Linked DNA regions of Mus musculus: regions 1, 2, 3, 4, 5 and 7 are each linked to region 6. The links are chromatin contacts, called in public Hi-C and promoter capture Hi-C maps. All regions are on one chromosome and are shown on one strand. Each heading gives the region's core, a stretch centred on a gene start, on an enhancer-like site or on the middle of the called end of the contact. The rest is flanking DNA. Distances are from core to core; before and after follow the strand shown.

Region 1 (3,503 bases), core at 25-2,524, 2.4 Mb before region 6:
GAGCCTGGCTTAATCAGTGAACTGCAAGCCAGGGGCAGAGCTTACTTATCTCCAGCCCGTGTCCATGTGCCACCTGAGCAATATCACCTGTCACCCAACTCCAGGCGGGGTAACTGAATCTGTGTGTGCCTGTACAATACTGGTCCTTTTTCCTACAGAATCAAATGTCCGCTGGACAGAATGACTGACATACCCTATTGAGGGTAAGATGTGTAAGTTAACCCGTGGCCTCAAAAATATCTGGAATCTTAATGCAGAGATGTAAGAGATGGTTTATTTAGAAACCTGAGTGACACCAGGATAAATGAAGTGAGTAGATGGTAGAAGTATTGAGTGTGTCCCTTCCAATCATGTCTTACACATGCAGCAGGGAACTGTCTTCTAGTGTTAATTTTAGAGGAGTAGGTGACCATCGTGTTTGAGAAAACAGGCTACATGCTACCCAGGATCCCATCCACAGCTGGACTAGGATTAGTGATCAAAGAATGGATGAGAATGCGAGCAAGCACCCAGAGCGAACGATACAGCATAGATGTGAGTCAGGAATGCATCATCCTCCCAGTGGATTTCTTGCCCTGGTTGAAGTGGCTCAATTCTACTCCTCCAGGAAAAGAAAGGCACAAAATAAATTGATCAAGACAATCCTGGTCTCATTCTGACTTGCCTTACAGGACGTGGTAGCTGATGTTACTTTATCTACATTCTTTACCAGGAAGGCAGAGGCTGGCTGCGACCTCCCACACGCAAATGGGTTGATCATTTAGTCTTCGGTTATTGTAACGAAGGTGAACTTTCGAAGAGAACAAGAAGTCAGCGGATATTGGAGCTGGTAATTCTATCACAGGTGTAGTCTTCTCTTCCTCCGTTCCTTTCCCACACACCCCCCCCCCATCCTTATTTCCCCTCTCCTCCCTTCCCCTTTTCTCCTCTTCACTTTCTTCCCTCCTGTCCGGTCCTCTCCGGTCTTGCGTGACATTCCTTCTAATTGTACTATTTCGCTGAATTATGATTCCAGGTTTTCCATCTGAAACCTTAAGCCTTAATTAAGTCTCAAGCGTTAATCGCCATGATTTCTGACTTCACTAAATACATACATACATACATACATACATACATACATACATACATACATACATACATACATACATATCTTCTCTGACAGCAGGCCAATCCTGGTGGCCAGGATGCTGAGGGGGCAGTCACAACCGGAAAAGTTCTGGCTCAGCCCCAAACTCCTCTCCTCCTCCTCCCCGCCCCCTTACTTGTCTGAAGCCAGAGGTGGCCATTTTGGATTCGGGCGGAAATGAACTCAAAAGCGGCTGGTTAAAAACCCAAACATGAAAACCGGGATGCCCCTGCAGTCGGGCTGAAGACACACGCAGAGAGGCTTCCCTGCCGCCAGAGCCGGCTGCCGGGAACAGGCGTGCGGCGCAGGCTCCCCTGGCGCCCACACCTACCCGGGCCCGCGCCCTCGCAGCACCTGTGCGGCCGCTCTAGCTCGGTTCCGGGTTCGCGCCTCGGTGGTGGCGTCGGAGGAACTGAAGGCCCGGCTGTTGAGCCGCTTCCGGGCCCTCGGAGAGCCGCCGGAGCCGGGTCCTCGGGGGTGTCTGTGGGTGGAGGAGCCGGGGTCTGAGCGTCGGAGCCAGCCGCGGGCCAAGAGGGAGCGGAGCCGCCAGCCTCCTCCCGCCGCCCGCAGGTAACCGGGAGCCGTGCGGCCTGGACGGCGGGGCGGGAAGCGAGCCGGGGCGGCCGGTTGAGCGCTGCCCCGGGGAGTTCGGGGTGCCCCTGTGCCTGGCGTCTCGGGTGAGCCCCGCCGGCCGAGGCCGGTGGAGGGCCGAGAGACCGGGCCTGGAGTCCAGCGGGAAGGCCGCGCGGTGCAGGGTCCCCGACGAGCGTCCACACTCAGCCCCCGGGCTTCACGTGTAGAAAAGACAACAACATCTCCCAAGGTCGCTTTTGCTGAGTTCTGGGATCGCTGCTGCTGCTGGGTTGGGGGACATGTGTGTGCTCTGAGCTGATGTCACACCTCGGAGTACTTTTAGTCCACAGAGACTACATGTTTTGCTTGTCAGCTAGCACAATGCGGTTGAGTTCCTGACAGGGAACATACGTGGCCGAGACAGGGCCGCTGGTAAGATTTGTCACCCAGTATCTAAGTGCCAACGAGTACATATCCTTAGGACTCTCGGGCAAGTCATAACCTTTGGCTCTTTGAAGCGAAGGGAACTAGAACCGAAGAGAGTCTCTACTGTCGGGAGAACTAAGGGACATACTTCCCCCAGAGCACACGTGGTATGTGGTTGAATACCTAGGCAAGGTGCTGCTCCCAAACCAAATGGAACCCTTCAGAAGCTTCGCCTGAAGCCAAAGAAATGAGAAGGATGGAAGACATAGATAGATTAAAGTGTACAGTCACATCCTAGACTGTCAACTCGACGTTTCATTATAGAAAGTATAAGTGGTATAGTCAGTAAAAATGCCATATTAGAATATCCTTTTCTACCTTCGTGTGACTTTCAAAGCTACCTGGCACTATTTCATAGTCCCCTTCTTACTTCCCAAACCAAGAAAAAATCCGTGGAGTTGGGAGTGTTCCTTATGTCTTGCATTTCCATAAGCTCCTTTCAGCTCCGTCCTGAGGGTTGTAAAACACTGCTGGTGCCAGCGGTCCTGCCTCTTAGATACAGGCGTGGGGAGAACCAGAGTGACCGCCTTGTGTGTTCTCAAATCCAGTCCTCGGCGCCCTTTCCCTGCTGTGTTGGGCGCGGGGCTCTGTACAGGGCATCCTATTCGCTTCGGTAGAAACTGAGCCTTGCCTTTTTAAAGGTGCTCTTCCTTAGGGTCATAGGCGACTTATCACTGTGAAAAATGACTGGTTTTGGTAGCTTCCTAGTATTTTTGCAAATCTAAAGGTATTATGTTCGTATTTATAACATTGAGTTAGGGTTAATAGATAATCTAAGGGCCAATATTCCAACAAGGATTTGGCCTGCTATTGGAAATCAGTAAGCTAAATGCCCATTGCCCCTGCCTTTTGCCAGCGTGGCTCATGAATCTCAGTGACCGCAGTATCCCTTCAGGACTAACGAAATTAAACTGGTTTTTCTGCCAAGAAGATACTCACCTGCTGTGGTTTTCCTTTATTGTTTAATTTTGAAAACTTTTATTTTGTAGTGAACCAAAAATGCAGGCTAGGTCCACATACTTTTCAAATGAACCCTTCCCTAACTCATACCTCTCTTCTCACTGGTGTTTGAAGCAGGGGTCAGAGTAGAAGTGTCCGTTGGTCTCAGGGAGTGTAGGCCCACTCAAGCCACACCAGGGAAGCCGCAAGCACCTAGAGGCTTAGTCAGTGAGGCAGTGGAAAAACTGGATTGGAAGCCAGCTGCTCGTCCTGCAGGCACTAGGCAGGGCCAAGATGGAGGATGCCTGTGTGTCTCTATAAAGCAGCCATTCCCCCAGCTTGTGCCTACCATTATCTCACTGACCACTCACTTCCTTGG
Region 2 (3,245 bases), core at 520-3,019, 3.0 Mb before region 6:
CCACTATGGCTACATAAAAACTGGAAGATACTTCTGTTCTTACAGATGTCATAGATGAGTGATTTTATACCCACAGTCTAGCGTTTCATGACCAAGTGACGGGCCTTAAAGTTTAGGTTCTCATCACCTTCTAACCAAATCCAAATTAAACAGTTAAAATATACTTTTTAGATAACAAACATATTGGAGTCCTACATTAAACCTTTGTCAAATCAAGCTAAAGCCAAGATTCAACCTCCATGAAATGTCCCCAGTGTCCATTAAATCCTCAGCGTGAACTTGCTCTATGGCTACCACCTTATTGTACTGTCTGTCTCATGAATCTACAAGGTCTCTAAGGGCAAAGATGTCCTGCTACTTTTGACATCTCTAAGGCAGACGTTGTGCTTCATGGCAGGTTAGCATTCCCCATGACAAGGACGGAAGAGGCCCCTGGACCAGACAACACACCTGATTCAAATACTGAGAACTGAGTCAGATCAGATCTAGGTGCCTGCATTTGTACATATAGGTATATGAATGGAGAATGAGTTACAGAAGGAAAGAACCTGAAAACAGCCAGCTGGACAGAATCAGTTGGAACACATCTGACATGATAATTCCATGACAGTACTAAGAAAGATCAGCCAGTCCAGTCTTCCCCACATTGACCCCATGTTAGTAATTTACTTCCTTCTGCACCTGTCAGTCCTAGATAATTCACATATCTAGGCTAAATATTCCAAGTACCCAAGACATATCCAGATATCTCACAAACTATAGACATGGAAGAATTTAATTTTATCCTTAAGGTACTTTTTAAAATGTTGCCAAGAGTGGCACAAAGTTCTCACAGAAGTGATGGGCATTTCCAAGCCTACCACAGACATTTTTGTGAAATTGCAATCACAGGTCAAGAGCATTTTACATCCTTTCCTACCAAGTACTGGAAAACTTAATAAATCAGAAGCAGCGTTATCGCAAGCCCATACAGTGATCTATAATTATTCCAGAAAGCCCCCCGCCCCATCCGGGGCAGCAGATTTCCACTGTCCCTGAAGGCAGAAGAGACAGACATGTAAGTGCACTGTGCATGTACACACAAATACACACACGCACTTCAAATCTAACCTCTCGAAAAGTCCTTTTAGTTTGCTGACTCCCAAGAACTGGAAAGAAATGCAAACTCATCTGGTAGCCAGAAGTAAAGGCAATGCGGATGGATCATAAATACCACTTCTTCTGCGTTGATTCACTCTCATGACACCTTTCCCAAATATCTGGTTTTATAAGTTCACAATTATGATGCTGTATATGCAGTATTAGTCTTCATTCACCCTGAACCCAAGTTTACAACCATTGGTTTGGGTTAAAAGCCTCCCTTAGGGGCCATTCAGGTGGTGGCTTCGCTTTCTCTTCCTAACCTCATTCCTTTTTACAGGAAAACATCAAATCATCAGAAAACAGATGCTAAAAGAGAAACCCCTGGGCCGTCCCTCTGGCCTCTGCAGCAAAGACACCTAGGGAATCCCACCACCCCTGTCCCCCAACTTGGAGTTCCAGCCCCCACGCCCCCTCGCCCACTAAGACGGCCTCCTGTCCTTCAGACTCGAGACTCCACACCCGCGCGCAAGTACACCTTACCTTTATTCTGCTTTAGTCTCCTCAGCTCTTCCTCAGAGAAGCCCGCCCAATCCTGAGCCATCCGCCTAGCCCTGGGCACCCAAAGAGTGCCCAAATCTCCGCGCGCAGACTGCCAACACAGCTCCACAGGCACATCCGGGTTCCTTCAGTGGCGCGGCGAACAGCCAATCAGCGTGCCGAACTGTGGCGCTAGGCCTCCCTCTGCATTCAGGGACCCGGTACCTGTGGGGCTGCCCCGAGCGATGCCTGAAAGCCTGACTCGGTGGACTACAAAAGCACGGCCTTCGCTTCCACTCACAGGCCTCTGCTACACGTTCCAGTTCTTCTTGCTTTATATCTTTGGGGGGAAGTGGGGGTTATGGGAATATGAGGAAGGGTTGAGGAAAACAGGTAGAGCGGCAGTGACAGAGGAGGCCTACAGGTCGGAACTGCCTGACTAGCTGGGCGGAGCCTGTATTGCCTGGGAGGTGGGCGGTACCGGAGCATCCTTGGCTTGTAGGTTCTAAGTCATGGAGAAACAGGGTGTAGGGTTGAGATTTAAGCATTGGCCAGTTCACTTCTAGACAATAACATCTAGCAGATTTCGATTTCTTGTTTCTATGATGAATGAGTCTAAGAACCTAATCCTTATGCCAAGATATTTTGCTGGTCTCCTCCTGCCTATAGAAGTCCCTCAACACACCACACTCAAGTCCTAAATGGTGATTTTTTTTTCTTTTGTCTAAAGCTATCTTCTTGAGCTTCCATTTCTCCGTTTTAAGCAGAGTTTAGAAAATTAGAAGATGCAAAGCTTGTCCATGTATGTGTAGGTCAGCGTTTTTTAAACCATTTCTTTTTTTCATTATTTTTACTAAAAACAACTGAAAACATTACATTGGCTACATTGAAAATTTTTTTAAAGAATATTAATTTTCGACTCGAGAGTCAATATTTTTAATCAAGTTGAAGTAAAGGAGTATACTGGAAAATAAAATATGACACCAGCAATTGAAATGAGCAGTTCAGTTATATAAGTATCAGAAAAAAGTTTGACATCTTTCTTGTAATCTTTGAACTTTGAAATGTAACAGGTTTTCCAAAATTCAAGGATGCCACACATGCTTATCTTAAAGATGAGTTTATTTTCAATATATTTGAAAGGCAAAATACCATCCAAAAGGATTAGTTTCGTTCAAGTTTTGAACATAGACTAAATGTGTAAACAGATATACATTAACTCCAGAATAGAATGTATTAGTCACAATCTGGTAGTGGATTCAGCTTGCCCTCTGCACACAATAACCATTTACTAGTGACTCAACAACAATTTTAAACCTACTTGTGTGCTTTCTGTTACATTTTATTTATACATTTTCTATAAGACAAGATTTATCACTAATCTTAATAGAGTCAGTAATTATGGTATTTTAAAAGGTTTTGCCTTGCTTGTGAATGCAAATCAAGGCACCAGCAAGAGATAATAAAAGCCAATAAAATACATCTGTATAAAATTATACTTTCCCCCTTGCAACATTCCAAATCTCCTATTTGTTGTTCTGTTGGCCCTTCCTCAAGGAGTTCACTTTTGTCAAATGCTGTAGGAGATACTGGTGGGAACTAAGCTCCAGAAGTCTTTGCTCTGT
Region 3 (3,728 bases), core at 160-2,659, 2.4 Mb before region 6:
TTGTAAAGATTAGAATCACAGTGGGGGACAGGTAGATTCATGGAGTAATTTAGAATCAGAAATCATAATTAGCTGGTTGCAAAAAGAGTGTTCAAGGTTTACTTACAGAAGAAAACCTGGAAATGAGATTTGCGTTTTCAGTAGGTAGCAAGGTAAGGTAGAAATGGTACTCTAAATGTAGTGTGGTACCTGTAATACTGAGGGGAGGGTAAATAACAGATATCTTCATTCCCTCTAAGCCTAGCAGTCTGAGACACACATTACATAAATAAACATCTTTTGAGTAGGAAAACAGTTGTTTCCAGGAGGAAATTCCATAAAAACAACCCTTCTCGTTGACACACAAAAATTCCAGCACTGCAAACTCAGGATTACTGCAAACCCAAGACCAGTCTGTTTTGTATAGCTAGTATCAGGCCAGTCAGGACTACCATCTAAAAAGCAAAATAATTCCATATCCACACACGGAGTACTTTAAAAACGGTCATCAGCACCACGTTGGATTTTGCTAATGTCTAAGGAATGACTTCAGTGTGAGAGAACTTAAGTTATACTATGAAACATCATTCGTGCAAGGTTTGAACTTTCACTAAATGTAATGGTATTTTCAGTTTTTGGAGGGGTGTGTGTGTGTCTGTTTCTGTGTGTGTAATTTTAAATAGAAGGTATGATCAAAATCATAAAATTAAAATCACCTTTTACATGAAGGGAGTCGACTTCCAATTACAAACACAAAAGCATTACATAATTATTCTTTGCACCTAACTCCACACAATTACAACTCGATTAAAGCCAATACCTGAAGCACCGCCTTGTAACTTAAAAGGGAAACGGGTTCGAAAGGGGAAAAGCATTTTTGTTTACAGACCATCCTTTGAAGATGTGGTACCACGGAAGAACTACAACTACATCCTTCAGCTCTCACGCTTCATCCAGATACTGAGCACCAGCGCGGGCATCTCCCACACTTAGGCAAGTGCGACCGACCGGGCAAACTTAGGAACAGAGAACTAAACTTAAGGCATGAGAGCACTCATCATTTTCAAACGCTCCAGTCGCAATCGTCCGACAATGCTAGGCGCGCCTAGCCCCTCAACCCACGGTTGTCCTCGTTCCCTTAACCATCACCTCGCAAAACAAAACAGAGTTCGAATCCCAGGCTGCCCGCGTCAGGGCGGAGCAGGCTCGCGACACACCCCCCGCTCAGCGCCCTCCAAGGATATGAGGAGCCGGGGCAGCACCGAAGGCAGCTCCCGACGGCACATCTCCTCCGACCAGCTGCTGAGTTCCTCCAGCACGACCCCGCTCGCCACCTCCGCATCGTCCTGCGACATTCTTTCGCCACCCCCGAGAGACGAACGAATCCGCACGACTCCCGCCACAGCTTGGAACGCCGTCCCAGCAGGCTTTGAGAGAGCTCCGCCCCCACCAAACCATAGAGAGGAGCACTCTCGCCCCCAAGCGTCGGGGCCCTCTCTAGCTATTGGAGGACTCATCTCGTTGGTGTTCGCCGTAGGCTGAAGGCGAGTTTCTCCGGTAGTTTGTTCGCCCTGGCGTCTGACTTTCCAATGCTGAGACCAGAAGTCCTCAGGTTTGCTATCCTCAGTCCGGGGGGACTTTGAGACGACGCGTAGTTTCAAGGGTGACCTGGGCTGAGGCCAGGAATGACTCTACTCCCCTGTGAGGTGCGTTCGAGAATAGGAATGATTTTACTGGCGTGCGTGCTTCCGTTCCTACGGCTCCTGCCAAGTGAACGGAGATCCCACCGTCCAGAAATGTGCAAATTAAAACGGGTGTTATGGTCTGGCATATTGCCGGAAATGTTTCTATACAATCGATTATACTTTCCACAGTCCTAGTCTTTATTCATCCCTCCAGTCACATAAGGTGTAGAACTACGTACACATAAATGTACCGTTTGGATGAGTTTGCACACACCAGATCACACACACCTGTGTGTGTTTGAAAATGGATACCCTACTTACCCAAATAAAACCTTAAACTGTTTTTGCGAGGCAGAGATGAAGGAACAAACCTGGATGCCACTGTGAACAAAGAGAAAATAATTACTGTAGATGCGTCAGAAATTTAGGAAGATGAAGGTGAAGATGCCTGAGCACAAGGCAACTAAAAGACCAGGCAGGAAGCTGGGCATGGTGGCGCACGCCTTTAATCCCAGCACTCGGGAGACAGAGGCAGGTGGATTTCTGAGTTCGAGGCCAGCCTGGTCTACAAAGTGAGTTCCAGAACAGCCAGGGCTATAGAGAAACCCTGTCTCGAAAAACCAAAAAAAAAAAAAAAAAAAAAAAGACCAGGCAGCAGGTAGCTAGGCTGTCCTGTCTACAAATCTTGGGGTTTATTGTTCTGGTGAAGGTGGTAGCTGCTATAGCTATTCTTTTGTTTGTCTTTATGTTTTATCTTCTACTTTTGAATACTTAAGGCATCTGTGCATTTTGCTAAATCGCATACACACAGCCTTTTTTTGTTTTTGTTTTTAAACATTTTCTTTTCCCCCTTCCCTTTCCAGGGCTGAACTGAAAAAGGATCAAAGGCGTCTAAAACGTCTTTGGAGCCCCCTCTGAATACATCTGATGGTGTATACGCAGCTAACAGACATTGGGCGCAACAGAACTAATCGACTGTGTGATCGGTTATGCCATTAAATTCTTTCTAGAAGCTGAAGCATCATCCTTTGGTAAAAAAACGGTGTGCATAGAAAAAGAGGATGGCCTTTCAATTCAATTTCAGCATAGAAGAAGATCTGGAAAATAAATTAACATCCCTCGATGATGGAACTTGTGTCTTAGAAAGTCAGAAAGGAAAGCAGGACAAAAGGCAATCTACAGAACGTCCGGGCTTGCCTCGGGATCACTCTTGGAAATGCTCCTCACTGGGAAATGCAGCTTCCTCTGAAGACACTGGCAGCCCACCCCCTATTGCTGACAGGTCAGATGACCCAGAAGCTTGTAAACACCAGCCCTCCTGGAAACCTGCTAAAGAACATGTGATGCCTAAAGATGTGAATCACGTCTTAGAAAATACGGTTTTGGAAATGTTGCCAGGTCCCCAGCATGCTAACACAGCAGTAGTGAAAACCGTCTCTTTGAAAGAGAAATTCCCTGGAGAAAACATCGTTTCAAAGAGCTTTTCTTCTCATTCTGATCTGATCCCAGGTGTTTATGAAGGAGGCTTGAAAATCTGGGAATGCACCTTTGACCTCTTGACTTACTTCACAAAAGCCAAAGTGAAATTTGCTGGGCAGAAAGTGTTAGACCTTGGCTGTGGGTCTGGGCTGCTTGGGATAACTGCATCCAAAGGAGGGGCTAGGGAAGTTCATTTTCAAGATTACAACGGTTTGGTGATCGATGAGGTGACCTTACCTAATGTAGTTGCTAATGTCCCTTTGCAAGATGACAGCAATGGCAAAAATGAGCCAGATGGGAAAAGACAAAGGAAGTCAGAAGTAGGCCGAGAAATCTGTAAATGTCGCTTGTTCTCTGGGGAGTGGGCTGAGTTTTGCAAGCTTGTATTACGTGAAAAACTGTTTGTGAAATATGACCTCATTCTCACTTCAGAAACCATTTATAATCCGGATTATTACAGCACTTTGCATGAAACATTCCTCAGGCTATTAAGTAGGAGTGGCCGGGTGCTTCTGGCCAGCAAAGCACATTATTTTGGTGTTGGTGGTGGCGTTCATCTCTTCCAGAAGTTTGTAGAAGAAAAGG
Region 4 (3,307 bases), core at 659-3,158, 2.1 Mb before region 6:
TGATTTTAAAAGATAGACATCTCAATGCAAAGCCCTTATCAGCTTGTTGGTTCATTTGTTTTTCTTCCCTTTTCTCTACTAAAATACATGTCCGTGCAAGGCAGCCAGGAGAACTAACTGCTCCAGCTCTATCTCTATAGTTGTGAAGAGAAACTGATATGATGGTGGAAATTTAGGTGACTACACATTTAATAGACCAAACATCCTCAAGCTTTTTGGTCTCGGAGCTCTTGTCATCGAGGAGACGTTTGATTTTGGTGACTTAGAACGGTTGATATTATCAATTTAGTAAATTGAACCGAGAAAATTTGAAATATAGCACACAGGCACACTCTCTTTTAGCTTACAAACTGATATCATCACAGGTTATATAGCCTCTGGAGGCTAAAAGGAATAAAGTCTTCCTAGCCAGCCCTTCAAAAGACTCTGAAAGATGTCAACACCACACCTTGCATTTTGGCAAATTGCTCCACGCACACATTTTGTGTATTCACTCGTGCAGCTCGATTCTGCTGATATTGGGACAGAGTCAGTCTGTGAGTCCAGCAAAAAGTCATGCAGAGGGCGATGAAAGAAAGCGCTGGGGATTCCTGCCACGGTTTGCCCTTGAAAAACTTCTGACAACAACCTGCCCTCTTATTGCCTCGTTTTTCTGTTTTAGTGAAGTGTTTTAGTGAAGGATCGCTCAATGGGAACCCAGGAGGTTCGCACAGTGAGCCCTTTCAGTCCTGCCTGCCAGCCCTCAGGTGTCTAGTTGGTCCTTCTCCTTGGAGACGCAGTGACCCAGGCAGAAATGAAAGAATGAAAATTCAGATCGCCCTCACTAACAACAGCAGTCTGAGAGGTGAATCTCAAGACTGGGAGTCGCTGTGACCAGAGGTGCTGGAGAGCCAGCAGCGCATGGTCTGAGCCAGATTTTGTAGCCAAGAGTAGGAAAGGGGGAGTGCAGGCTCCCTTGGAGAAAGACGGGGTGATTAGCCTGTCTGGATGGACCGAGAAGACAGAAACCTCCCAGTGTAGGGTGGGGGTTAGCTGCTTTTACTTTTGAACCCTGTGGGTATTTCGTGAGCGGCACACTTCCTGAAACCTTGAGCCCATTTTAGGGCCTAGGTTTTTAGGGCGATTTCCTTTCCATAGGATATATTAGTTAATTGTTCTTTGTATCCTGCCAACAAAAAGTGACGAAATAAAGCAAAAGCCTCTTGCTGATTAACTCGGTCATCCTCGTTTTCTTTCTGTCTATAGTAAAAGGCCCCAAATCTCAGTTCTCAGGTCCAGCTTGTGTCTTTCTACCACATTTAAAGACAATGTTAAAAAAAAAAAAAGCAAACTAAATCAAACCCAGCAACAACAACAAAAAGCTCTTGGAGCCCAGGGATTGCATTCTCCCGCCTCAAGGTTAAAGGTTTGCAAGCCTGTGTCATCATGTGTCCCGGGCAGAGGACCAACATCAGTAGGTTGGCAGATAAGACTGAGCAGACTCGCTGCGATGAAGCACACATCCGGGGATCCCGCTCTAGGGAGCCTTCCGGACGTGTGATCGGAAAATGCCTGGTGACCGATCCGACCAGGGAGGGTGTGTAGGGTCCTCGCCACAGAGTCCAGACATGGCCCCTAAAAGTCCGATGTCCCAGAACCCCTCACGTCAGAGCCCGGGCGCGCAGCCCCAAGCGGCCTTTCTGTCTTTTGAGCCACTGGCCAATAGGGAAGCAGGGAGGTTGGCTCCGGCCGGGAGGCATTGGCGAGGAGGAGGTTCCCGGGGGCGTGGCTAGTGATCGTCTGCTGTGGGTGGGCGTGGCGTGGGGCGTGGCCAGGCGGAGGCGGGCCAGACCGGGAGGCGGACCTAGGGAAAGGGCGTTCTGCGGTCGGGGCGGGGCGTGGGGGCGGGGCCAGGCGGGGTGGCGGGCCAGACCCGGAGGCGGACTTAGGGAAAGGGCGTTCGGCTAGCGAGCTGTGGCCGCCGGCGGGCGGTGGGGACTCCAAGCACCTTGACCCTGGCGCGAGGCGGCGTCGCGCACGCTTACAGGTGCCCGCGCGGGCTCGCGGCTCGGGCGCCCTCCCGTTGGCCGAGAAGGAGGAGGGGGCCGTGTCGGCGTCCAGCCCCTCGCGCCCAGGATGGACGTGCCAGCCAGGGTGTCCAGACGAGCGGCGGCGGCGGCGGCCAGGATGCTTCTGCGTACTGCCCGCGTCCCTCGCGAGTGCTGGTTCCTGCCGACCGCGCTGCTCTGCGCCTACGGCTTCTTCGCAAACCTCCGGCCGTCGGAGCCGTTCCTCACGCCCTACCTTCTGGGACCCGACAAGAACTTGACCGAGAGACAGGTAGGCAGGAGCGGCAGGCGGGGAGGCCGAGCATGTCAGATGTTTGTGGAGGGTCTGGCGGCGGAGTCCCGGAGCGGGCTACGCAGATATCTGTTCGGATTTCTGCTCGCTTGGAAAAGTGGCCTTACTCTTTGCGTTTCTAGCACGTTCCGTGCGAGACTAAGCAAGATGGGCCGCAGCCCACGTGCATGTGTGTTTCAGGCCGTATGTGGATAACCCGGTTCTGCCCGGACAAGTCCTGTGGGAGCTGCTGGGGACCGGGGACAGTGCGTGGATAAAGAAAACAGTAAACTCGACTTTCAGTAGAATATGTACATATGAGTGTTTGTATGTATATATGGATGGATGTTATTTGGCTTTGTTTTTGTGAGAGGGTCCCCCTTTCCTTCCCCTCCTTGACTTTGTTTACCCCTGACAAGATAGATACGCGCTATTACAGAAGGACAATACAGGACAGTAGTACGCCATCCGAATATGGGTGCTTGATTAGGTAAGACTGTGTCCAAAGATTTACTGCACCCTCTGAAGTCCGTCTCTGGGATGAAAACAGACGGTGTCATATAATTGGTACTTAGCTTTTCTCGGATGGTGAAGTGTTGCTTCACCTACAGGTTTTATCCTCCGTACAGGTGTTTTTGAGGGCTGTGATGCACATGGGCCATGACCAAGAACTCCTGCGCAGACATTTATTCAAGATACAAACTTGTACGCACAGCACCACAGAAGTGCATAGTATACTTCAGAAATGTGCCTAACTCCTGTGATTAAAGCTCATTATCCCGGCACTTGGTTTTGTCAGAGGAGCTTGTAGATGGAGATTGCTGCTCCAGGACCCTTTCCTTGAGTATCCAAAAGAGTGAAAGCTCAGGTCCGATGTCTTTTCCCTACTGTCAGATGAGTGGATGCTGAATAATTGCCACCTTCTTCCTATACCCGGTTTCCTTCCTTACCGCGCTGCTTCCCTGCCCAGGTGGCTGTAGAATATGAC
Region 5 (3,765 bases), core at 521-3,020, 2.2 Mb before region 6:
AAAACTGCAGTTGCTTTGCTGAGCTGTAATGAGATCCATTGGTCACCATGTAGCCTGGACACATAAGCAGACAAGCAAGCAAGGGCAGTAAAGCTGTCCTTGGAAAAGTTGCAATGATTTGGGGGAAAAGGGAAGAAAGTAATTTAGAGACCTGCTGCTTTTTTTTTCTTACATTGTCAATAGCATCTAATTTGGTGTGTGTGTGTGTGTGTGTGTGTGTGTCTGTGTGTGTGTGTGTGTGTGTGTGTGTGTGTGTGTGTGTGTGTGGAGAGAGACAGAGACAAACAGAGAGACAGACAGATAGACAGATACTAGGCTAGATATTATAGGACCATAGATCTCAACCATGTCTCTTGTGTCCGAATTTGCATTTTGGAAACTCCTGGAACTGTGGATCAGGAGTATAAGACATCATCCCTGCTCTTGAATAGATCATAATCTAGCCACAGATACAAGGGCATCTTGAAAACCTAATGAAAGGTTAGCAAAAGGAGTATATAATCTGAGCAGATTAAGTTCATGAAACGGAAAAGTCAACTGGAACCCAGAATCAGAGACAATGGCAGAAATTCTGACTTTAAAGAGCAGGGAAGCAGAAAGGGAAGGAAATCCGTGTGAGCATTCTTCCTAGTGTAGTTATGTGTGCACACATCTGCTAATTAATTACTTTTCAGTACATGGTCTCACTGCGTAGCTTAGGCTGATCTCAGGCCTCAAACTCACATTCCCCTGCTTCTAGCCCTCGTGTGCTGGGATTACAGGCATGTGCCATCATGCCTGACTCAAGAAGGGGCATTATAAACTGACTGAAGAATATCAGTGATGTGATCAGCAAAGAAACAGAAGCAGGAGTTGGGGGGAGGGGAGAAGGAAGGGAAGGGGGAGGGGTGGGGCAGGGGGAGGGAGAGGGAGAGGCTGCTGCGGAACCTGGATGGTACCAGATCACAATTTACTGGATGTGCTGGAAGCAGAAAGTCTGAGCAGAGACAAAGTTCTGGAGAATTCAGGGCAGGCCATCCTGCTGATTCAGGCATAATTCTCAGCTTTGCCACCAACAGAAAAATAAAATCTAAAACACCATGCCAAGGATACAGGAGAACGAGCAAAGACAAGATCATAGACTGTAGCTACCTAGGCCCTGGGGACTGTCCAGTTTACAACAGTTTGTCCCCTCCCAATAATAAGATCAAGGAAAACTAGAATTGCCATTCTTATTTTACAGATGTCAAAAGTATTTCTAAAGACATAGTTGGCCCCAGACCACACAGCTACTGACTATCTCAAATGAGTTCTCTAAACCCTGGTCTCGGCTACACTTGAGCTGGTGACAAGCCCTTACCAAGCGGTCTGTCCTAAGAGATTCAGACTGCTAACCTGTTGGTGGACCTGTCCTGAGGCTGTTTTCTGGTTACTGTGCAGTGCCATTTTCCTGGGATCTGAGGATGGGTGTTGGGTCTTACTAAGGCTTGCAGAAATCAGCTGACAAGCCTAAACTTTGAACCCCTACCCCATCCCCCCACCTCCACCCGCGCAGGTTAAGTGGGATTGCTGCTCCCACCTACGTTGAAGTGGGGGAAATGCTGCTTTGTGATGGGGCGGAGACCCTTGGGCACTGCTCCAGAGCCATAACCTCCAGCAGGCTTGCCCTTCCTTTCCCTCTACATTCCTTGTCTGGCATTCTCTCTAGTAAATGCCTGTGGCCACAGGGGGGAGTGACCTCAACAAGCCCCTGCCTACACTAGGCATAGAGGGAGGTAGGGTTAGACAGCCACCACAGGGGACAGGGACACTCACTGTGCCCTGCAGCTTCTTAGTCCTCCAGGGAGACAGATCAGCGCGCAACAGGGACAGAGCACTGAGCACTGTCGGTGGTGGCAGCGCGCGGCAGGACAAGGGCCATGCTCCTAGTCTGCCCGTGCTTCTTCCTCCTGGTGGTTCTGGGAACCCGCTGGGCGGGCTGGGGCAGCCACCAGGCAGAGGCCGCGCAACTAAGGCAGTTCTATGTGGCAGCTCAGGGGATCCTCTGGAACTATCATCCTGAGCCCACAGATCCAAGGTAACTGGGGGTGAAATCCAGGTGGGCTTCTTCAAGGAAGAAAATCTATTATAGTTGCAAGGGGTGGGGGTGGGCTGGGAGGAGGAGGAAAAGGAAAAGGAAGAGGAGGAGGAGGAGAGAGAGAGAGAGAGAGAGAGAGAGAGAGAGAGAGAGAGACTAATGTTGTGTGGGTGTAATTTTGTCTCTATGGACATAATTTATCATTTTGAGGATGTGGAAATTTCAATGTGAATGGTTAGCTGTGGCTTTCTTTCCAGGTGCAATCCCTAATCTGTTTTCCCCCCACGTTTGTTAGTTTAGTGTATTGATGGGTTGAAAGGACACACCTCCACAGCCCTCTTAGCCCTTCCTGTGCATTCGGCTTAAGCCTTTTGACAGTCTGCTTAAAAAAAAGAAAAAGGACCTTCTAGTTATATAATATTTATTCCTGTTAAACACAAGTTCATCTTCTAAAGAAAAAGATGTCAAAGCTGTCACCATGTACTTCATTATAAGGAGATTTTGTTGCCTTCCTATAAACGATTTTCACTGTGGGTTCAGAGGGAAGGGAAGGCACACTTGTATTTTCACTTTTCCTAGACTTACCCCTGGCTACCTAATGTGGCTTCATTTTTTCCTCTCATTTTGAGTTACTTCCTGGAATATGACTTATCCTGGGTATTTTGGTCTGCCCTGATTATTACCCATGTTAGTGAGCACATAAGGTAGTCATTCAAAGGCATGTCTAACTAAGAGGAGGCTTAAATAATATCAAACCTAACTTTGAGTTGCAGAATATATTTTGCTAACCTGCCTGCAGTTACCCAAGTCATAGATTCTACGTAGCACTTGCGACCACGAGTGTTTTTATTTTAAATGCTAAGCCTCGCTTACTGGTTGACGCATTTTTTTCCCTTTTAGTTGACATCAAAGTTTAAGTGATTGTGAAAGATGTGTTCCTCTTTTACAATTGCAAAACCAAAGCAATCAGCCAAAGAAAATAATGTAATATCTTGAAAGCAATGTGTAATGTTTTAGTATAAATGAATAATCAGCCTTTGAGTTTGCTGTTGTTGGTTCTGGGTTGTTTGGGAAGGCATTGTATTCAGTCTTGGTATCATGCTAGTGAGAAATATCACATCTAAATGACTTAAAGATTGCATTTTCAGAGTAATAATCTAGACCACACCCATACTCTTAGGAAAGTACCACTAACTGAACACCTCCACCCCACCCCAATCCCAAAAGAAAATAACATTATTTCCAACATCAATTTTGCTGCTTAGGGGCAGAGAACACAGACTTGTGTTCAAGTGACTGCATTCAGCCTGGGGTAAGGCAAAGGTAGGTTTGAGTTAACACAAGGTTAGAGATGAACAAATTCCGATCAAATGCACAGCATGAGGACTCTAGCTAACAACATTGCACAGGTCTTCCCCTGGTAAGGAAAGAGAAGTGGGTAAGTTACCAGTAGGGAAAACTGCTAAAGGAAGTTTCCCAGGGTCTTCATCCCTCCTGTGAAAGATGTAGTTATCAAGACACCTGACCTTGTTGACTCTAGACATAGAGACTGGAGCGGACACCTACTGGGTCAGCTAAAGCTGAGGAAATGGTTTAACCCTCCAGGATCTTTATCAGGAGGGTGTTTATCCTCTGCATCTTCTAAGGAAGCGCCTTTATCTTCCCAATGCAGGATTTTTTCTAATACAAATCCTAGAGTTTTGCCCTAC
Region 6 (3,751 bases), core at 208-2,707:
TAAACTGGGGCTTCCTTTTGAATATAGGGAGGATTATTTTAAAAACTGGGAGGCGCTTGACCACAGGGACGAGACATTCATAACGATTCCTGCCACCCGATCCCATGATTCTCTTACAGGATTCTGTCCTAAAGTAATAATTACAAATGAGGAGAATCTGCATAAAGATGCTTGTTAAAATATTTCTTTTAATACAGGAGAAAACCCCAGTTTAATAGACAGGAAAGAAGTCATTGTATGCATCTTATCTGTGCAGTATTTAACAGGGCCCGCTGCTCACAACCACCTGTAAATTCACTCACAACGACATCTACCTAAAAACAAAATCTTTAAAAAATTATGCTGTCATTAAAAGTATGAACATTAGCCGGGCAGTGGTGGCACATGCCTTTAATCCCAGCACTTGGGAGGCAGAGACAGGTGGATTTCTGAGTTCAAGGCCAGCCTGTTCTACAAAGTGAGTTCCAGGACAGCCAGGGCTATACAGAGAAACCCTGTCTCAAAAAACAAACAAACAAACATGAACATTAAGGCAAAATAATAGCCTGGTGTCAGATAGCCAGGGCTACAAAGAGAGACCCTATTTCAAGAACAAACAAGCTGGGCATGGTGACCCATGCCTTTAGTCCCAGCCAGCACTAGAGGCAGTTGGATCTATGTGAGTTAAGAGGCCACTCTGTCAAAACGAGAGAGAGAGAGAGAGAGAGAGAGAGAGAGAGAGAGAGAGAGAGAGAGAGAGAGACTTTAAAAGTAGGCTTTAAAAAGTTTTAAGCTGAACACAGCTATGGCTTCCTAGTGTAGTATATATGTGCATATTCGAGTGTGAATTTGGAATTTGAGAGAGGACAAGCTAGCTTGTGGGTCCTTCCACTTGACCTTGACTTGAAACGAGGTTCTTTGCGTCTTTTCCTCTGTGGGTCAGGCTAACTAGCTGCTGAGACTCCTCCTGTTACCTCCCCTAGGACCTTTGGTAGTCCTGCTTGGGAATTATTTTTATTTGATCTGTCAATAGTGAATGTTCAGAACTTGAGTAACATAAATCCTGCCTTCAGGCAGCTCTCGTTTTAGTTGCAGGAGGCAGAAAACGAGATCGACCAACTAAATGTCACAATAGGTGGTGAGCACTTGGCAAAAAAATGAGGACAAGAGGATAAATTAGATATTGCATGCACTCGGGGACCTGAGCTCTTCCTTCTGGGAAGAGCTGACCTGCAGTCAGGGCGGGGCCTGGCCGGAGGGCGGGCGGGGCGGTCAAGTTCGCGCCCCGGGGGCCGCCGCGGGCGGGCAGGCGGGCGTAGGTTGGGCACGCGCCCACCAGGGGAAGCGGGTCACGTGAGCCAAGAGGCGGGAGTTGGCGAAGGGAGTTTGGCTGGGTGCTTTCCCAACTGCGAGACGGCGGGGCCAAGAACCAAACCCACGCAACGTCTCCCTAGCGGATGGGGGCGGGGCCGCCGAGCAGAGCCGAGCCGAGCCGAGCCGAGCGGAGCCGAGCCGAGCCGAGCGGAGCCGAGCCGAGCCGAGCCGAGCCGAACCGAGCCGAGCCGAGCCGAACCGAGCCGAGCCGAGCCGAGTGGAATCGAGTCGAGTCGAGCCTCCAGCGTCCGGCGCGCAGGCCTTCCGCCGCGTTGATCTTTCGGTTGCTGGTGGCCGTGGGCCGCGCGGTCTACGGTCGGGCTGAAAGACGCGCGCTGCAATGGCGACCTTTGTGAGCGAGCTGGAGGCAGCCAAGAAGAACTTGAGCGAGGCGCTGGGGGACAACGTGAAACAGTAAGAGCCGCGGGGACCAGCCTCCGGGCCTGTCCGTGGGTGTGCCCCAAGCTCGGGGCTGCCGTAGTCCCTGGACTCTCTTCACCTCCCGGAGGCCGTAGGCGTCTCGCGGCCGCCACGGCTCCCGTGCGGGCTCCGCCGGGACTCGAGGCGCTGGAGGACTTTCTCCTGGGCGTCCCGACACCGGTGATACCCGCGTGGGGGCGGGAGCAGCGCCCTAGGCGCCCCGGAGTCGGTAGAGCGGGGGGCGCGCCGGGGCGGGGTGGGGGGGCCCGGAGGGCTTCCCGGAGGCGGAGGCCCGCGTTGCTCAGGGGCCAGCTAGAAGAGCTGTGAAAGCGGGTTCGGAAGGCACAGAGACCCCAAGTGAAGTCGGTCGGTCACCCACCTTACAACCACAGCATCCAAGGGGGCGGCTGCCTAGCCGGCCGTAGGACGCCTTTCCCAGTGTTCCACACGGGCCAGCCAATCCTCAGACCTGAGATCGGCACAGTTCGTACTCGAGAGACAGAGATTACTTATTCCCCCAAAGTCACTGCCCAAGGATGGGACTGAGGCTTCTGGTTCCCGCCGTGTGATGCTTTTCAGGGGTTACTTGGAAAGTCCTCCCGTTCCCCACACCGCCGGGCTGTCAGCAGGGACTGGGGCAGAGTGACAGCTCTATAAGCAGTAGCCTGCGGCAGCCGGAGGAGGAGCCTCGATCTTTTGGGGGAACTTCAATTCTGGCAAACCCGTATTTCCTGGCACTGAAGTTGAAATGATTGACAAGAGCAGCCCGTGAAGCAGAGGTGGTGTTAATAGAAAGGCCGTCAGAAAAGCTTAGGTGCAAGCTCCTCGTCGGAACCCCTCTTTAAAAGGCTTTAAATAAATAAATAAATAAATAAATAATAAGTATTATTATTTGTAGATTTTTAAGCACCGGAATTAAAAAGAGATGCCCAGGGAAATAAGACATACCCAGATGTGGACTTCTCAATGGAGAGTCACAAGTTGTGCGTTTTGGCAGCTGTCTTGTTACACCCAAGAATTTTGTACAAGTTTCTTTTTCTTTTTTCTCTTTTTGCTGATGAGGTGGACAAGCTTATAAAGTCTGGTAGAGTAAAACCAGGCGACATTAAAGTTGCACAAGGGGTTTCTCTGTCCAGATGACCAGACAACTGCGGTTTTACAGCCTGGAAGCGAGAAGGAGGGAGGCCTTAGACAGAGATTGTTAGTTGTGTTGGAATTTTCGATGTTAGCTGGTAAGAGGCTGCAAGCTGAGTGGGGTGAGGGACTCTTTTGCGTTTTTTACGTTTGTGATGTTTTCAGTTTGATAGTCCTGCCTCAAGACTGTCACACCAAGCGCCATGGGTGAAGGACCACCTGAGATGCAAGGAGGAAATTAAATTAAATTTAAATAGGTAAAAATGGCAGCCTTTGGCTTCGTTAGAATGGTTGTGTACTTTTATAATACTGTTTGGTGAGGCTTACGGTTAAAAAGCCTATTGGGAGACTTGTCTCTTTTTCCACGCTCACAGGGTTTTGGAAGTGAATGGTTTCACACGGAGCTAAATCTGCAGGCTATGACTTGTGAAGGCCATGACTCTAACTCTGGCCAGAGTAACTGTGCCTTCCTTCCAGACTCACTTAGCAAACTCAGGCATGACAGAAACCTTTGCAGTCTTTGATCCATTTGTAATGGCCAGAGCTGACTGTGATGTTGCACAAATATGGGTGCTGATTCCAAATTTTATGTATCTGTCATGTGAAATTCACAAGTCTTTGTGTCAGGGACACAGTTAATGATGGGATTGTAATGCATTTCTGTTTCCGGTCTTCATTTTTAAAACCTGCCATCTTGGTTAAGCTTGCTTGTCTCTGGCCATTTCCTCTTAAGCAGTTTGCTTTTCGTTGTTCATCATGACCATTTAAATGGGATCCTGGGAGGTAGGTAAAACAAGGGTATACAGAGTGCATGGTGTGAATTGTTTACCATATGTCCAGCGGT
Region 7 (3,704 bases), core at 1,011-3,510, 2.1 Mb before region 6:
AGGGCGTGTGAGCCTCCACTCTTGTGATTCCAACCAGCAGGCAGTGTCTGTCACACCACTAATCAAAACTGTATATCCATCTTGGTAACCTAGCTTCTTCGCTTTCTAATTAATTACAATTTTGCTTTTCATGTTAAATAATCTTGTCTGAATGTAAACAAAAAGCCACGTCTGCTATAAAACTGCACACAGAAGAAAGGCTAAATGTACAGGCTAGCTTAGTGACTGGCACTCACGTGGATACTTATTTTCAGAGGGAAATTACTAGATCATAAAACTCAACTTATAAACTCAATAATTATAAGCACATTATGTTTGTTGTTTTCTCAAAGGACACACTGAAGTAAATGACTTTTGTTCCTTTGCTGTGGGCATTGGTTCCTATTAAATCCTCTCCCACAGTTAAGGGTTGATCACAGGACTGCTAATCATATGTAAGTAAGCCAAGCCTCTCAGCAAGAAATCCATTTCATCTTCTGCCCTTCGGGGCTGGGACCTGCAGTCACAAGTGCTGAACAGTCGAAACAAGCTCAGAGCAAATCTACCACCATGTGGAAGTAATTACACCGAAATACCTTTTTCCTTAGGGCATTTGTTTTAAGAAACGCATTGCTGGCATTTGAGCTAGAAGCAGATTTGTCCGCCTGCTGTGGGTCAGAGCAAACTTCAGTCCTCTCTGTCCTCTGGTGCGATTCACAAAAAGGATGTTTGTTTTGTTTTGTTTTTAAATTAGGTCCATTTTTTATTATAAATATATGTAGGTATGAAATATTTCTAATATGCAATATAATTTAACTTATTTGACATGTTTGATGGGTAACATCGACTTGAATGGATTGAGACATGCTTAGGAAATGAGGAGAGCCCAGCTCCAGGTATTTCTGTGAGGTGTTTCCACCAGTTCTTACATGTCCTTCGTTTTCTTCCCTTGGTCAGTCATGGTTAGCCTATGTACACTCAGCTCACTGGAGAGAAGAGGCATTAAATGATGTGCCTGCATAAAGTGTGACATAACCCCTCTCTCATTCCTTCCTCCCCTGCGGGTAAGTCTTGAACACTCATGATACATCTCGTTATTCTATGATTTGATCGTGAACTTTCTAAAATGTCCTGTTTTCGAGGTATTTTCCTCTCTCATCTCTGATGACCAAAACCCCACTTCCTTCAGAAACCTTCATTATCCTTCCTCACCAAGCTTGTAAATATTACAGTTAGTTCCTTTTAAAGACCTATTAGCCTGGGGAACTCAAGAACTATCTATCAAACATTTATATGGCTGGAGGCTTGTAAATGTCTAAACCCAGTCTCTCCTTGAAAGGGAACTCACAGTTTCCTAGGAATGACTGCCATGAATATTTTTGCATGGAAATGAGACATGACAATGTTTATCCCCAGATCACATTGTTGGCTTCCAAGTTATGCATGTAATTGCTAACAGGCAGTGAGGCATAAGGTTTTGATGTATGCTTCACCCTATCTGGTATATTTTGAGTCAACAAAACAAGTTGATGCCTGTCTTCCCACAAGCTATCATCTCCATGTGTAATGCCCAGCCCGTCTCCCATAATTTATACTATTTTTCAAAAGTAAGCTCTGGAGTAAACTCTTTACATATATAAAGATATATATATATATATAATCAAGGAGAGGTTAATATATTAATATATATTAGCTTATATATGAATCTCTCCTCGATCCACCTTTTTTTTTAGATGAATTTGTACCTATGTTATATTGCCCTTCTATTTACACTCTGTGAGCTCCTTCATGGCTGGCCTATTATCTATCACCACAATCTGAATGTTCTCTTATTTTCCTATTATCCCCCAAGGTATTAAGGGAAGTTATGGGAAAACTGTAGTTGCCTCTCTTGATGAGTTTGATTGCTGGAACTAAAGTTCTATTTTCTTTCATAACTCCTTTCTGTAAATACAATTTTGGCTATAATTTCTTTAAGCTGAGGGTCGAAACAGCAATTAACAACTAGCAACTGTTATCTTTTAATATTTACTTGAGGAACTGTTATCTTTTAATATTTACTTGAGGAAAATGAACACAGAAATGCACTTTTATTGTTAAGTTTTGGAAACAAATTAAAAATCTGACTACAGGTATACAAAATCCACATTCAAGGCAGAAAACCAAAGGGGATGCGAGTCTTCCGGGTCTTGGAAACGCTGGCCGGATGTAAGGCGCAGGTGTTCGCGGGGATCCGTTCTGCGCCTGCGCGCGATCCTACCCCGCCTCAGTAGTGGGAAGTCCGGAAGAAGGCCTCAGAGGCGCGCTGTTGCCATGGCACCCGGGTGCTGGGTGCTTCAGGAGCAGGCCCCGGGGTGTCACCGTTGCCTCGTTGTCAGAGCTTAGAAAAGGAGAAGAGAGCTCCTGCGGCCATCTCTGTGACCCCAGCCGCTGCATCTTCCACAGGCAGGAGGGGACTTAGCGGGAGAGGAGGGAAGGACAGGCAGACAGGTGGCAGGAGCAGGGAGAGGATAAACGTCGGGGCGAGGTGGCAGGGAGGCGGCTGAAGCGAGCCCTCTTCCAGGGAGAAGCCCCAGGATCTCCCCAGCCCCGCACAGCGTCACTTCACCATGCACCAGGAGAGCCCCTCAGAGGACGGCTTAGACGCTTAGAGTTTTTGTCCTATCATTTCCCTTCTCAGAGTTTAAGACTATGAAAGGTAGCTTGCGTGGAAGAAATCACTCCTGAAATGTTAGCTTCCACACATAGAATGCTATATTCATTCCGTTGGTGCTTCAGATGTTCAGCACGAATCCAAAATTTTACCTAATTTTGTTAAATATTCCTGTCAGAGCTTGTAACAGATGGTAATTTAAAAAGTATTTCATAACACCACAGACTTATGGGGATGCAGCAGGAAGGATGGACCAGATAGTTTCATAGTGCTGTAGAAGTTTGCTTAACTGCTTTTTAAAATAAGGTGTTTTTTGTTTGTTTTTGTTCTTGTTTTTGTTTTGTTTTTGCTAAATGCTTTTTTTTTATATGGAAAGGTTTTCTCTTTACTGTTTATTCTTTTGGTTCTAGGTGTTTCAACAAATATTGTTTAAAAGGTTATATATGTAGGGGTGAAATAGAAGTATTGGGTTAAAGTATTTTTAAATATTTTTAATCTTGTGAGAAAGTTACCAAATATAATGTGCATCTATGCCTGAGGTTCGGAGCCACATTGCAAGGTCTTCAGACACTGAGAATTTTTCACACACTTAAGTGGAAGGAACTAATTTCTGCCACTGCAGTTTACTATTGATCTGGCCAAAAGCACTTACAGAGATTTTTTTTTTAAATTGATGATAAACTTTACATTTTATATGTGTAAAAAAAAATCATAGTAATAAAATAGGAAATGCTAAGAAATGCGGTTCATGGAAGATACCATTTTATTCTAGTGTGTTGACATGTGTATCATGTGAGCAATGCCCTGGTGGTGATGGTTAGGAAGCCAAAGGGTTGAATATCCTGTGACTCATTTGAAAGGCTTACGGGGCTTGGCAACAGGAGTTCATGTTTATGTTGCTTGTTTACGCTAGAAGCAGTGGAGATGTTTCTTTTTGGAGCTGTAGAAATTCAATTACACTTCAGATTTGATCCAACTTCATTTATTTTTCATTTATTTTGCCTGTGCCCTTTTAAAACTTATATTTGTGTGATTTTATTAGGTCTTAAATATATATGATATATTTTTATTT

What was found. Promoter capture Hi-C pulls out the DNA fragments that hold promoters and counts their contacts. Hi-C and Micro-C count contacts between places; a contact is called where the count stands out from the background.
Region 1: a contact with region 6 is called in a promoter capture Hi-C map of liver, with 2.8 times the contacts expected there. The contact joins the promoter of Scyl3 here to the promoter of Tada1 in region 6. A contact is called at or near these places in 6 of 39 promoter capture datasets (the C10 cell line, hippocampal neurons, liver and 2 more), 3 of 484 Hi-C or Micro-C datasets (CD4 T cells, CD8 T cells and liver) and 1 of 9 other capture datasets (adipose tissue).
Region 2: a contact with region 6 is called in a Hi-C map of CD4 T cells, with 3 times the contacts expected there. The contact joins the promoter of Gorab here to the promoter of Tada1 in region 6. A contact is called at or near these places in 2 of 39 promoter capture datasets (liver and pre-B cells) and 2 of 484 Hi-C or Micro-C datasets (CD4 T cells and CD8 T cells).
Region 3: a promoter capture Hi-C map of pre-B cells shows a contact between it and region 6, with 9 times the contacts expected there. The contact joins the promoter of BC055324 here to the promoter of Tada1 in region 6. A contact is called at or near these places in 5 of 39 promoter capture datasets (HPC-7-derived erythroid cells, erythroid cells, liver and 1 more) and 1 of 484 Hi-C or Micro-C datasets (liver).
Region 4: a contact with region 6 is called in a promoter capture Hi-C map of liver, with 5 times the contacts expected there. The contact joins the promoter of Slc19a2 here to the promoter of Tada1 in region 6. A contact is called at or near these places in 5 of 39 promoter capture datasets (hippocampal neurons, liver, neutrophils and 1 more) and 1 of 9 other capture datasets (adipose tissue).
Region 5: a promoter capture Hi-C map of liver shows a contact between it and region 6, with 2.1 times the contacts expected there. The contact joins the promoter of F5 here to the promoter of Tada1 in region 6. A contact is called at or near these places in 3 of 39 promoter capture datasets (liver and pre-B cells) and 1 of 9 other capture datasets (liver).
Region 7: a contact with region 6 is called in a promoter capture Hi-C map of neutrophils, with 3 times the contacts expected there. The contact joins the promoter of Ccdc181 here to the promoter of Tada1 in region 6. A contact is called at or near these places in 3 of 39 promoter capture datasets (liver and neutrophils).

The regions. Positions count from the first base shown.
Region 1 is chr1:163,928,491-163,931,993 of GRCm38.p6, forward strand. Scyl3 (SCY1-like 3 (S. cerevisiae)) reads left to right here and starts at 1,275. Exons shown (of 14, transcript NM_028776.5): 1 at 1,275-1,696.
Region 2 is chr1:163,401,900-163,405,144 of GRCm38.p6, forward strand. It overlaps Gorab (golgin, RAB6-interacting), which reads right to left and starts at 1,770. Exons shown (of 5, transcript NM_178883.6): 1 at 1,624-1,770. The coding sequence starts at 1,684. It overlaps Gm24940 (a small nuclear RNA gene), which reads left to right and starts at 384; the gene lies at 384-503.
Region 3 is chr1:163,993,387-163,997,114 of GRCm38.p6, forward strand. BC055324 (cDNA sequence BC055324) reads right to left here and starts at 1,410. Exons shown (of 24, transcript NM_201364.2): 1 at 1,224-1,410. The coding sequence starts at 1,334. It overlaps Mettl18 (methyltransferase like 18), which reads left to right and starts at 1,503. Exons shown (of 2, transcript NM_027279.3): 1 at 1,503-1,685; 2 at 2,528-3,728. The coding sequence starts at 2,726.
Region 4 is chr1:164,247,138-164,250,444 of GRCm38.p6, forward strand. Slc19a2 (solute carrier family 19 (thiamine transporter), member 2) reads left to right here and starts at 1,909. Exons shown (of 6, transcript NM_054087.3): 1 at 1,909-2,319. The coding sequence starts at 2,116.
Region 5 is chr1:164,150,065-164,153,829 of GRCm38.p6, forward strand. It overlaps F5 (coagulation factor V), which reads left to right and starts at 1,771. Exons shown (of 25, transcript NM_007976.3): 1 at 1,771-2,056. The coding sequence starts at 1,899. It overlaps Gm16548 (predicted gene 16548), which reads right to left and starts at 2,153. Exons shown (of 3, transcript NR_037987.1): 1 at 1,795-2,153.
Region 6 is chr1:166,377,710-166,381,460 of GRCm38.p6, forward strand. It overlaps Tada1 (transcriptional adaptor 1), which reads left to right and starts at 1,458. Exons shown (of 8, transcript NM_030245.3): 1 at 1,458-1,767. The coding sequence starts at 1,694.
Region 7 is chr1:164,273,338-164,277,041 of GRCm38.p6, forward strand. Ccdc181 (coiled-coil domain containing 181) reads left to right here and starts at 2,261. Exons shown (of 6, transcript NM_029115.3): 1 at 2,261-2,424.